2 separate regions of the Capsicum annuum genome follow, and region 2 is linked to region 1. A link is a contact called in public Hi-C data. All regions are on one chromosome and are shown on one strand. Each heading gives the region's core, a stretch centred on a gene start, on an enhancer-like site or on the middle of the called end of the contact. The rest is flanking DNA. Distances are from core to core; before and after follow the strand shown.

Region 1 (7,055 bases), core at 2,968-5,467:
GATAATTCTTTCATTCTTCCGAACTAACAGGTTTTACTTTTTCTTCCTCTTTGGAAGCAGTTGATGGATTATCTACCTGTGACATCTACTTGAAAAGCCAGAATTGGCAATGCTAATCACAGAGATACAAAAAAATAAATGGAAAAAGATAACTTATCTATTGAAGGAAATCAAACAAGTCTTCCTACTATTTTAATTTGTCCCAACAGATGACCTGTTTGTTGCAATAAATGGGTCATCTATTGGAATACATTCAAATAAGAGAAAGATCTATATGATAATTTCCAATAGATAACCCATCTGTTATAATAGATAGGTCATGTATTGGGACAAATTAAAATAGTAGGAAGTCTTAATTTAATTTGTCCCAACAGATGACCCATATGTTGCAACAGATAGGCCATCTGTTGGGACAAATTAGAATAGTAGAAAGACCTATTTGATTTCTTCCAACAAATGAGACATCGGTTGCAACAGATAATACATCTGATGCAATAAGTTAGTCATCTATTGCAACAGATGTCTAAATTTATTTGATAATTTTAAATAGATATGTCATTTGTTGAAACAGATATGTAGTCTATTTGTTTGTTGGAACAGATGATAAATATTCACCTTTTTCAACTCATGTTTCTCTCCGCCCTTGTACATTTCTTAAACGTGCAAGACAGAAGAGTTGCAATTTTTTTAATGCCTTGAAAATTGCTTTTTCTCTCCTCTTTGACTTAACCTCTAATAAAGTGTATGTATCAGAAATCCTCTTTGATGGAATGACATCCCTCTTAGATGTCAATTCCTTTATAGCAACAGTTAATGAATCAATAGCATTAATTACTCCATCAGTTTTTGCCTTGCAGTGTTGACATTTGCACGCATAAGATAAGCTAGAAGGGAAAATTGAATATCCTCTCCAAAATTTGCATTATGCCAATTTAAAAAAGAGGTATATCCACTACCAAAATCAGTAAAACTAGTAAGATCATAATCATACCAGTTTGTTGCTTCAAAAACTGCAAGAGGAGCATCACTAGCCCCAACAGCAGCACCATTACCACTACCACCACCAATAGTTCCATCATCACCACCATCACCAATAACACCATCAACAGCAACAAGCCCACCCTTCAAAAATATTTTTCTTATGATAGTTGTTGCTCCAATCAATTTATTTTTATTCTATCAATTATCTTAGGGTCCGAAAAAATTTACACAAACCGTAAAGTAAGAAAAACTAACATCTTCAACTCTCGATTGGCTGAAACAAGCCACAAATGCACAATCTAAAATAAATCGGTATATATATTTTAGAATGATAATTAAATTATTTAAGAATGATGATTAAATTATTTAAATAAATCATTAATTAAAATAAAAACTTAATTAGAATTAGACTTACGATTTCTTTCAGGGGGTGAAAAAATCAAATTTTACTTTTTTATCACTTTTGAGCGACAACCATCTCAGGATTCTTGGATATGAAACTTCTTTTTGGTAGTTCACTTGTTGTCTTAGATAAGGGATGGCTTCAAATGCCCAAGCCTATAAAATTATACCAATAAATAAAAAATATTATTCAATAAAAATGAATCATAATAAAAGAAATATTTATCATGAAAGCCCATGAAAAGTCATATATGTTGACTGTCTTTGGCATTAACGGAGTCAATAAATATTTGACAATCATTTTGAGGCTTTCATAACCCCAATGATAGTTGCTAAATGCCTCAAGATCCTTTGAGAGATTTATTAAAGAAAGTGGTATATTGTTGTTAACGTCTCTCGTCCAAAGAATATTATGTACAAACCAAATGAAGCACAATGATTGCTTGTGCTTCTTTGAAAGTATTTTACCTTTCAACTCTTCTATCAAATTTGTGTTTTTGAAGCCTGGACTAACAAGGGACAATAAGTCATAATCATCATTTGACTTGCCTTTGCCTTTTGGTGTACGGGGTGCTTTTTATTAGGTTAGGAGGAGGATAACATTTTAGTCTAGTAACTATGGCGAACTCCTTCCTTTAGAAGAACGATAACATTTTAGTCCAGTAACTATGACAAACTTCTTCTAACCAAAATAAACTAGCATGTCACAGTAATTTATCCACACCTCATCCATCTTATCTTTATTTTTATACATAAACCTACGCTTGAGAAGACCATACACCATGCTCATTTGAAAACGAGCATTGTTGTCCTCCGGCAAATTAAGATATTGCCCAAAGCAGTTGTCCTTAAAATAAACATTCAATTTCTTGTCTCAAATTATTTTTAAAGGTATCAAAAGGTTTTTCCATGGCTAACTTTACCACAAAATCACCAATTAAATTCGTGGCACTATCGCACTGCATTCTCATAGGATAACTATCAATGCTGAAGGTTTTGACCAACTCTTTAGTGGAAGGGCTATTAGCATTTGGATCATCTCTTTTGAAACTTTCCTCATCATTATGTTCATTTTCTTCTGTTTCTAATTGAGATATCATTTGTAGAGTGGTGGATGTAACCTAGCTACTTCACTTATTCCTTTACTTGGACTTGATTCGCTTTTTTTTCTTTTGAGAATCATATTATCTAAAAATAAGAGGAAAATAAAAATTATTATAATTGATTAATGCAGCATTATAAATGGATGACAGTAAATCTAACAAGTACAACATAGTAAAATAACAATTTCAATAAATCACTCATCTGTTGCAATAGATGAGTGATCTATTGCAACAGATAGCTCATATGTTGCAACTGATAGGTGATCTGTTGGAAACAATAAAAACAGCTTCAACATTATTGTGGTTTCTTCCAATAGATCACTCATTTGTTGCAACAGATGAATAATAAATCAATCTGTAAGGGAGGTTTTAACTTGACTATGAGCTAGGAGTTACTTGAGGAATTAATGATTGTCTAACATTCCATACTACCAAATGACTAATTTTGGATCTCCATATGCTTGAATAATGGTTCTAGTCTTACCTTGAATATTTAAGGTGTTTCTTGGCCATTGCTTAAATGATAATGTGAGTTGAAATATCTTCTAAGGAGTGTGGAATTCACATATCATTCATCTGTTGCAACAGATGAGTGATCTGTTGGAAGAAATCAAACTGTTAATATTGTTTAGATCTCTTCCAACAGATGGGTCATCTGTTGCAACAGATGACCCATTTGTTGCAAGAAATCAAAGTCTTGGACATGTCATCTATTGGAATAATTGTTAGGATTTCATCCAATAGATGTTCCACTTGTTGCAATAGATGTTTTAGCTGTTGAAAAAACAAACTAATAGTAAGATTTATTCAATTGAACAACAACAATATCACCATTTATCAATACACCATTTTACCAAGACCAACAACAACCCACAAACAACAAATCAACCCAGAACACCAGCATAAAACACACACACCAAGAACATCAACATTAACCTACAAGAACAACAAATATCTCGTTGTACAATCACAAACAATAAAAAACTTCAAAAAAATACAACAAACACCAACAAATTAAATCAACAGTTGTTTTTAGATTTAATAGACGTCTCCAAAAAATTTTAAAATTTAACTCTTGCTATTTTTACAACAATGTTTGACTACAAGAATTACAACAACAACAAAAAATTATATTTCACTTCGAAAAGAGGAGAGAAAAAATGTCACAAATTAGGGTATTATTGAGTGCTCATTTCAAATTTAAGCAACAAAAATTGAATTGTTAACCCATATCAGAAGAGAAGTTAAAAATAAATATTGAATTATTAACCCATACTAGATGAGAAGTTAACTCAAGTTTCTCTTTTTCTTCATAACTAAAAGGCCCTAATTTTTTACCTGTGATAGTTGAAAAGGAACGATGAAGAACTCGAAGTTGTTATCGCCGAAGAATGTTATCACGTCGATTGGCGGTTGAAAGTTGAAAAGGAACTCGAAACTATTTGTCTCCAGAGCTTAAAGTCGTCGAGAATTGAAGGAAAAATTTTGCAGAACTGTTGGTTGGGAGAAGTTTGAGAGAGAAACTGTCGAGAGAGAAGAGAAGCGGTTGATTTAAAAAGGAAAGAGGTGTGGGTTGATTTATATTTTTAAAAAATTAAAAAGTTTTGAAAATATTAATTAAATATACAATTAACTTAATTAAATTTTTTAATTATGTTTTACCCTTTAATTTGGTGAATGTTACCAATTTTATCTAGTGTTTGTAATACTATTATTGAGAGTAGAGTAGAAAAAAATAATTAATTTCATGTTTAAGTGTACAATTTGTTCAATTAAGACAGGAAAAAGATATTTCGTCATCTTGGGTTGAGAAGAATGTCAAAACGCAAGCGTGGAGTGAGGATGAAGAGCATTAACAACCCCCTTGCCCTTCATAATCCTCCAGGTACTCAAATTCATCTTCCAAATTTTATATATAATTGTATGCTATATCCTTCATTCAGTTGCTCACAAGTTTTTAAATTGAATTTCCTTTTCACTTTATACGGCGAACAAAACTAGGGCTTTGCAAGTTGTGACATTGTAGTCGAATTTATGTGGACTTTGCTAACTGTATTTTGGTGTTATTTTTGGTTTTGATACCTTCTTGTACATAGTCAATAAACCTTACCTTTAAAAAAAAAAAAAAGGCAGCCGGTGCACTAAAGCTCTGATATACAGGGGTCCGAGGAAGGACTGGATTACAAGGGTCTATTGTACCCGGTTCTTACCTTGTGTTTCTGTGAGAGTCTGTTTTCACGGCTTGAACCTGTGGTCACATGACAGCAACTTCACTGGTTACTTAAATAAGCCTTTATCTTTTCAAAAAAAAAAAAAAGTATTATGGTGCTATGAAGATTCATAATTCATATCTAGGTGTTCCCCAGATCATTTTGGGCGTTTATGCTATGAACTTTTATTGAAGAATAAGCCGTCAAGTTTTGAGAGTGTCCTTTGTAGTATGTTTCATTTTTAGTATGAAATCACAAAGTTTATTGGGGACGTTATTTCTTGTTTTGTTGTAGAATCTTCTGGCCCTGAAATTGCCAAACATCAGCAAGACAACATACATATTCCTGCAGATCAAAACCTAAAAGGCATCAATGTACCTGAAAAGATGAGCAGCTTCAATCAAAACTGCTCATTGTCCAAAGATGTTCGTCGATGCCAAAAATCAGAGAGGGGACTACAAACTTCTGGTACTACTAATAACCTGCAATGTTAGATAATGTTTGATCAGCTTGCTGACTTGTGTATCTGTATCTCGAAAGATTATTGGAATAAACATTTATAAACTTAGCGTTGTCTATTTGATTTGATATAAAAGTAATTTTCTTCAAATTCAGATCGGCACTTACGTAAGACCTACATTTGATTTAAGTTTGGGACAAAATGAGTTTATCTAATGAGGGTTAAATCACAATCTCTGGTGTAAGATTCTATGTTGTTATGGGGTAAGGTACATTTCTAGTCCTTATAATTTTAATTTTGCACTTTACTTACGCCCCTGTGAATTCTTGACACATTCCTACCTTGTGTTGACTTCGCTTTTATAAAATGCTTTTTTTCACATAAGAACAAATCACCCGAGGGCTGAGATATAACAGATCAAAATAATGTAACCGCTTTATAAGATAACAAACCACTTCCAAGATTAGAAACTTTATTTCAACCTTGCAGCTTCTACACAGAGGGGATGTTCGTTTGTAGGGTTCAGTGATGTGACAGGCTTTACATCTTCAATTGGTGTCAGAACAATGATTAAGCTGCTGACCAATGATATTGTCTATTCTAACCTTGAAGGTCACATAGCTGTTTACTCAGTTATTCCATATTGGGATTTGTAAGACTTGGAAACAACATTGTGTTTTTAAATAGGAGTATCTGACCTTAAAAGAAAGAAGACAAGATTTAAGGATGTACAGGAGCTAATTACTTTTTTGTACTCAATCCCCTGGACGCATATTGAATGAAATCTAGCTTTGTCTGATCAGAGAGAAAGAGAGTGGGAGGGAACAATCTTGCTTCCCCCTCCCAGAACATGGAAATAAACATTATGCTAGTTATTTCAAAGTTGCAAAGCTGATTGCTCAATTTTCCATCTCAGCGACTGATCAGGAAAGGGTTAATACAGAATTCCCAAGTTGGTCACATTTCAGAACACGATCACGTCCACCAACGCAAAAAAATAAGATGACAGCTGATACAAGCCATTCTGAAGCTCTCCCACAGCAAGCTTCTTGTTGTTCGCAGTTAAAACCACAACCAGATTCGCGAAAAAGACGGAAAAGTAAGATAACAGCTGATACAACGGATTCTGAAGTTATCCCACAGCGTGCTTCTCGTTCTCATGGTCAATCAAGGAGGAACAACAGTCAAAAGGGGTTAGGCTCATCGAAATTTGAGCTTTACTTGGAGTAAGTTTTTATTGCTTTATCTTTTTCCTGTTAAATGTTGTAATCTAACGCTGTTTGATTGGGGTGAGGACCGGTTGGAGGAGGGTAAGTAAAATTAGAAGTTCAAAAAGTTATTTCTCTTGTTTGGTAAGGATGTAAAAGATAAAGAGAAGTAAATGATACCACTCACTTAATCAAAAAAACAAAGGAAGAGAGAAGTAAATGTAGAGAGGTTGGTGAAGGGAAGCCTTGGAGCAATGGTAACATTGTCTCCGTGTGACCTATAGGTCACGGCTTCGAGCCTTAGAATTATCCATTGATGCTTGCATCCTGTTAGGCGCCTACATGACACCCTCATGGTGTGGCCCTTCCCCGGATCCTATGTGAATGCAGGACAAAGTTGCTTGGACTCGGGTCCAGGTGTTTGATATAGGGGTGGATCTAGAGGGCAGATCCTTCATAATCCAATTTTTAAGATTCGGGGATACGGATGCAAGTATGGATACGGGTATGGGGATTCGGATAAAAATAATTCAAATATCAGAAAGTATAGTTATAAAACCTAAATCATGAGATATCATGTGGAAAACTTGAGGAGAAAATATTGATCAAGAGGAGAATCCTAGGAGATAAAAGGAAAAGGAGAGACAGAGAAATTTCTATATACAGGTATTCCATTTTCTTCAAAATACCC
Region 2 (7,055 bases), core at 4,409-6,908, 280 kb before region 1:
TTATATTGCATGACTGTAGCCTGATAAAAAATAAATCATTCAATTTAAAGTTTCTGCCTGCAACAAATAATAAGCAGTTTCAGTTCTCTCCTCTTGATGTGCAAAGAAAAAATAAATGAATAGCTGGTTGCTTAGTTCAATTCATACATTGGTTAGAAGGATCCTTATTTTGGATTTATGATATCTAATATCCACCTAATATCCTTCTGAAAAAAAAATATCCACCTAATATGATCCGGCCCTTCCCAGGGCTGCCCTTTTTATGCCTTTTTTTTTTTAGAAAAAGAAGATCCACCTGATAATGATTGCCTTCTCCAACTTATATACTTCAGTAGTATGTTCGTCCAGGTACTAATCTCAATATGTTAAGAAATGATGTGCTTCATGTGGAGTGGATTAACAGCAAGTTTTGAGAGCATAACTAAGTGGAAGTTTAGTAAGCTTGATATTCTTTGAATAACCTAGATAATCCTTTATTTACTTATTTGATGACCATTTATTTTAGATCATGAAAATGCTAGGCCTATTTGGTGTGAATATGTATTTCTCGCTCAAGAATTAGTGGTTTACCAAACCTGTAGAAGATTAACCTGACAGATATTCTGCTTGTCTCTGCACAAGGGACATGTTAAAAATAGTACTTGCTATATTAATGTGGAAGGCTTTGTAACTCAGCTATAATCTTCAACAGAATGAGCATTTATCTGTCCTTTAAATGTCCTGGTAGCTGTTAGTTAATCAGAAAGCATCTGATGCAGTAATGTTTAAGTAGTTTCGTGAAATTGTAATTTCGAGTTGCCATTCTATCAGTAACACCAGCATTATCTTATGCTGGAGTTGTGCTATGATTGCTAAAGTTTCTTACTTACTGATCGAGGATGCCATTATATAAAAACTTGATACATCCCATACAAGTCTTGCTTCGGTTACAGTTAGCCCAACTACTAAATAGGTACCTTGAGGTGTACCTGTTTTGGATCTTCGTGTAGTACTTCCTCCGAGTGTACTAAATTACATCTTGTTGGTCTGCCCTTGATTAAACTAATTTGAGTTACATAACAGGGACATGTCTCTCTCATTTCTGTCGACGCACTGCATCAAATACACATCCTTATATTCTTTCTGGCGGTCCTTCATGTGGTATACAGTGCTGTTACTATGTGGCTGGGAAAACTTAAGGTAATTCAAAGTATACTTTCCATAATTCTTGCATTATACTTGAACTGCTGTGCTATTTGTGTGGCACTTTTTGGAGTATAAACAGAAATTCCAGCGGGACTCTATCTTATTTTGTAGATTCTCTAGTCCATCCATACCTTGAGCCCTTCAAAGAATTCAGATAATCTATCAAATTTCGACAAATGTTCAATATCCTACTGGTATAACGTAAAAACTGCAATGCCAAAGGCTAATGATATTTTTAATGTTGATCAACACTATGCTCTTATGCTTCATAGGATATGTTGTTGACTAACCCATCGCTATAAGCATCATTGGGTTTTTTTAGGGTAAAATGACAGAGTCAGTTTTTTCTTTTTTCAGTGAATATAAATGTGGTGAAAAAGCAATTGAAGATAAATGTCTTCTGTGTTTGAGCCAACTTATTATTCTTTTGGTTTGCCTTTTTTTTATTTTGGATGATAAATCAGATATGTTCTCTCTTGATGAACCTTCTCTGCTTGCTAAAATGGTCTTGGCACATTAGAAAAGGTTGATTTGGTGGATACTGGATTGGTGATTTGCCTAAGATCTCTTCAGCTAGATGGTAGATTTTGGATCACGCCCAGGGCTGTTCAAGTGGCAAAGGTTCCTGAACTTGTGGCTTAGGTTGTATCAAGGAAAAAGTTGAGGGACTTGTGACTTAGGTTTCAGGTTCGAGCCCTGCACCCTGTGAACTAAGCTTGGTATTTAAGTAGAGAGGAGTAGAATTCCCGAGTTTTGGGGGCTGCAGTTGATCCTAAAAGGTTGGCCCCAGATGGATTTCTCGGCCATCAGAAAATAACAAAGACTTTAGGATCATTGACCAGATACCAAGATTCGAATTTGTTACTGGGAATGAAAACCGGCCCTCCACAATATTCAGAAAGATTGGAACTCTGGATACTCGGTTAAGAACTTTATAAAAATGAATTTGAGAGTCAGTCTAGAGGGACTGGTCATGGTCAATATTTTTTTTTCGTTCTTGATATTCGTTACTCTCCATTTTAGATTTTAGAAACATAGAATGTCTAATGCTTGAAAATATGTTCTTCAGATTCGTGGCTGGAAAGGATGGGAACAAGAGACTTCAACCCATAACTATGAGTTTTCAAATGGTATGTCATAGTTTGATCTGCAAATGGTGGAATTTTCTGAGTTGCTTGTAAACTATGTTCATTGTCCTCATTTCTTTGCATTGGGAATTGACCATATCTTACGTGTAACTTTTAGATCCTTCAAGATTTAGGCTGACTCATGAGACGTCATTCGTCAAAGCACATACCAGTTTCTGGACCAGCATTCCAATCTTCTTTTACATTGTAAGATACTGATATGAAATGTTGTTATTTTTTATTGTCCATAAAATTGGGTCATTCTTCAGCACATCCATGGTGAGAAGGGTATTGAATATGGCAATTTTTTTCTTCCAGGGATGTTTCTTCAGACAATTTTTCAGGTCTGTCAATAAGTCAGATTACTTGACCCTACGCAATGGTTTTATCAGTGTGAGTTTCCTTTCTTCTTTAGTTCTTCAAATTTATTATTATTATTTTTTTTGGTGATACTTTTCTTCTGTTTCCCATAGAAGTAATACACAATGCTTCTTGTACAGGTTCATTTGGCTCCTGGAAGTAAATTTAACTTCCAAAAGTATATCAAAAGATCATTAGAGGATGACTTCAAGGTAGTTGTTGGTGTCAGGTATCTCAATCTTCCCTAACAAACATGTGCTGTACGTGTGTTCGTGTGCTACCTATATCACGCTGACTGACTTAATTTTTTCTACTGGCAGTCCAGTTTTATGGGTATCATTTGTGGTTTTCTTGCTCCTAAATGTTAGTGGTAAGTCATATTTTGTGATGGAATATATTTGGGCAATAATTTTATTTGTTCCATTTTACTTTCACTAATCAAGTTCTTCGCTGGACATATTTATATATTTCTGAAACATTAGATACATTTCAGGGTGGCATGCATTGTTCTGGGCATCCTTAATTCCTTTGATTGTAAGGTTCTTGTTCCTTGTCCACCTTCGTAATTTCAGTGCATGAAATCTGATAATTAATTATTCTCAGATCATTTTAGCTGTCGGAACGAAGCTTCAGGCAGTGTTGACAAGAATGGCTCTTGACATCTCAGAGAGACATGCCGTAGTCCAAGGGATCCCTCTTGTACAAGGCTCAGACAAATATTTTTGGTTTGGACGACCTCAGTTGGTTCTTCACCTCATCCACTTTGCCTTATTTCAGGTACTACATGTCCCACTCAGATAAATGTCATAAAGTATTATTAGCAAAGTAGACAACTCGAATATATATCATGTTCAACTTTGCTGGTCCATTGTGCCATAATCAATTGTATTGCTAGAAGTTGTCTAAGCTTACAGGTGAAAATGTTATCAGTCACATTAAAGACCATTAGTTTTAGAGAAGCTTAAACCTCATTACAACCTTTAAATGGAACAAAATGCAAAAGCCAGAAACTTGTACCAAAAGATGATTATCTTTAGTCTGCTTTTGTGAATGACTTGCGAGAGATAAACGTCATTGCAAAGTCAACGCTGATTCTTGTGTGCTTCTGGTTGCATTTTAGATTGAAGAATTGTGCTTGTAAATAAAAAGGAGCTTAGGTTTGGATTATAATAGTTTGCTTTATCTGAATCTCTATCTACTTCTTGCAATTCTCGTCTCCATCTATTTTTTTGCCACGGCTTACAAAAATTTCTTTTTTATGTGTATCTAATGCTAAACTGTTATTTCAACTTGACAGAATGCGTTCCAAATAACATATTTCTTATGGATATGGGTAATATTTCAACTAAACTTCTGAAGATATTCAGCTCTTTGAACCATGAAACTATTGGTTGAAATGTTGATTACATATTTTGCAGTATGAGTATGGCCTAAAATCTTGCTTCCATGACAAGTTCGGTTTTGTCATTGTGAAGATCGCTTTGGGGTATGTTACTTGCAACAAAAAGTCACTTTATTGGATGGATTGTATATGTTTTCAGAACTTCAGACGAAGCTTACTCTACTGAATCTGCTTTGCTGTCTCATTACAGGGTGGGAGTGTTATTCTTATGCAGTTATATCACTCTTCCACTCTATGCCCTTATAACTCAGGTACTTTTACAAAAATATCCCATCCCCAGATTGAGAACATAAATGTATGTAGGTTCTCTTCGCACCATTTTGCTTTAGCCAAGCTCTTCGCTAGGATACAAGCAAATATATTGCAGTCAAACGCAGGACGAAAAATATGCCATAGGAAACTACATGAACTTTTTGGCACAACAATAACAACTACTACGCCTCAATCCCAAGCAAGTTGGGGTTGGTTACATAGATCCACACTGTTCATCTCACTCTGTTTAGGATCATCTCAATTCAATGTTATATAAAATAATATTATACATGAACCTTTTAGTGTTTTAGCCATAACTTGCTGTATTTTACATGGGGAAATAGGCCTAATGGTAATGTGTCATGATGGGATCCTGCAGATGGGCTCCAATATGAAGAAATCCATTTTTGATGAACAAACCTCAAAGGCATTAAAGAAGTGGCATATGGCCGTGAAGAAGAAGCAGGGAGCTAAGGGCGACAAATCCCCACGGGCACTAGGCAATGGAAGTCCGAGGTCCTCTGTGGGTTCGCCTCTGCACGCGGTTGGTTCCAAACTTCATCGGTTTAAAACAACTGGTCACTCAACACGTTTCAATGGCTACGATGATCTAGAAGCATCTGACCTCGAGAATGATCCAACTACACCGATAATCCGTGCAGAGGACCACTCAGCTACACAAGTTATTGATGATGACTCTGAACTTCAAGTGCATGTTCCTCAAAATGAAGAATCCTCTGGGAATGAAGATGACTTTTCATTTGCGAAGCCTGCTCCTAAAAAGTGAAAAGGAAGCAGCAGGTAACAAATGCATATGGTATTTGAATAGTGGTTTGCTGCTTCTCTTTATCTTTTTGCGCTTATAGAGGAATGTCATACAGAGTAGTTAGCACTTCATAGGGAAACATATACATATTTATTGTATCTACTACTATTGCTTGCCTTATTACTACTGTTCTCTTCCATTATGAAATTCTAAAAGGAAGCAAATCTTGATTTAGCCATGAAGTTGATGAAATATGATCTCCTATGTTTAATTTACGGATTTCGTGTGTTATTTTTTAGTAATCTCCTCTTATAATGGTCACATCACTAAAACTACCTCTCGTAATGAACTACAAAATCAAATCTCTTGAAGTTGGATTCGAAAGTTCCACATTAGGCATCCCCTTTCTCATATTCTTTTTCAATCGTATGACTTTGATTGTGAAATGTGCTCCCAAATGAAAGTGAAATAGGTTAGTCACGTTGGACAAGTGGGACTTGCTCTAGCGGTTTAGCACCTCCATCGTCAGCCAGCAGGTTGAGGATTTGATATCACGAGCTTGGTAATTTTGCTACAACATGGAAGAATGAAAGAAAATATTTTCCAACGGAGACATAAAAGGTGAAAAGCTGAAACAAAGAAAATTTTTGGGAACCCCCATCACATCTCTAAACGATGTTAGAGTTGGTTATTCTGGCTTTTGATGGTTAAATTTTGGTGCAGGTTACACTGTGTATTGTAGTAAATCAGTACAGGACTAGCGTATGAAGTACGACGTAGAATTAGAACTTTCAAGTCGATGAGTCTTCGTCTTTAAAATAGTCTAGTGTACGTGCTTCACACCTATATATCACGTTGATGAATTAAAAATGTATTTCTTTTTTTTACTTTTCACAAGTTTTTGAACTTAAATAACAATAAAATAATTCTCATTACCCAATTAATATAACACAATGGGAGGATCAATTCTTTTAAAAATAGCCATTGACATTATACGAAATGCAAATACTCCAGTTTGTTTACCTAATGAAAATGAATATTATTTTTTTTTTAAAAAGAAAAGGCATAAGTACCTCTTTGAACTATGATAGAAATTCCAGCATTGTGAAATATTGTACTACAGTAAAATCTTCCTAAATTCATACTGTGTGAATTAATAAACTCTTTAAGATAATATTTTCTTCTAGGGAATCTGTGCTTACTAAGCCTGTGTTTGAGCTCTATGCCTTTGCCTTAGCGCGTCTTGGATGCTCTTCCCGTAGTGCCCCCTTCTTCCTCCTTGTCTCTTTCTCTGCCGCCTGCTCTTTCCGTTCCTTCTCTTTCGGAGTGGAGCACTCCTCTTTGTTCTGTTCCTTTCTAATAAAAGCTTGGTACGTGTTCTGAGCGAGCCTTCACGTGAGGTGAACGGTACCTATGAAGTGGAATCCATTTGTAAACTCTTTAAGATAATATTTTCTTCGGTTCTGACTTGGGCCAGTGAAAACAATCACTAATTTCGATAAGATAATAAGTTAATATATTTTCGAAAGACCCCTATATAAATATATGGACCTATTGATATCATAAAGGAAAAATTTCAAAAGTAGCAACTTAACAACTTTAATTATAACTTTTATAACAACTATTTCATAATTACGAAAAATAGCAAGTAATATTTAGTATTTAAGTAAAATAAAAATGTTGCTATATAAATAAATATACAAATTGAATAGTAGTTCCTATTTTAACTCCTATTAGTTAGAGTTAAATAAGGAAAGTAACCGTGCCTTAATTCATGCTACTTTTATTTATAAAGATTTATGTTCCTGACTCTTCTATTCCTTTTTTTTTTTTATCCTTTTTTTAAATTTTTTCATTTTCTTATTTTTTCCTTTCTCATATTTTTTTTTTCCTATTTTTGTTTTTTTATCAATTTTTTTTTTACTTTGATTTCTTTTTCTTTTTTTTTTTCTTTCCACTTTAT

What was found. A called contact is a pair of places that touch in the nucleus more often than the background predicts.
Region 2: a Hi-C map of leaf shows a contact between it and region 1, with 4 times the contacts expected there. The contact joins the enhancer-like site here to the promoter of LOC107858477 in region 1. A contact is called at or near these places in 2 of 5 Hi-C or Micro-C datasets (leaf and placenta).

Annotation. Positions count from the first base shown.
Region 1 is chr2:6,058,056-6,065,110 of UCD10Xv1.1, reverse strand. It overlaps LOC107858477, which reads left to right and starts at 4,217. Exons shown (of 8, transcript XM_016703141.2): 1 at 4,217-4,371; 2 at 4,991-5,164; 3 at 6,073-6,382. The coding sequence starts at 4,302.
Region 2 is chr2:6,344,349-6,351,403 of UCD10Xv1.1, reverse strand. It overlaps LOC107858478 (MLO-like protein 10), which reads left to right. Exons shown (of 15, transcript XM_016703142.2): 4 at 1,063-1,179; 5 at 2,255-2,315; 6 at 2,431-2,519; 7 at 2,631-2,705; 8 at 2,813-2,901; 9 at 2,993-3,042; 10 at 3,166-3,206; 11 at 3,276-3,449; 12 at 3,970-4,005; 13 at 4,091-4,158; 14 at 4,265-4,325; 15 at 4,706-5,367. The coding sequence ends at 5,113. Among protein-coding and RNA genes, the nearest start is that of LOC107858478, 6.1 kb to the left of the region's middle. Within about 2 kb of position 5,658, at least 3 of the 5 cell types and tissues checked have an H3K27ac peak or open chromatin away from gene starts, as enhancers often do. A contact at or near this core is called in leaf, where this site is marked.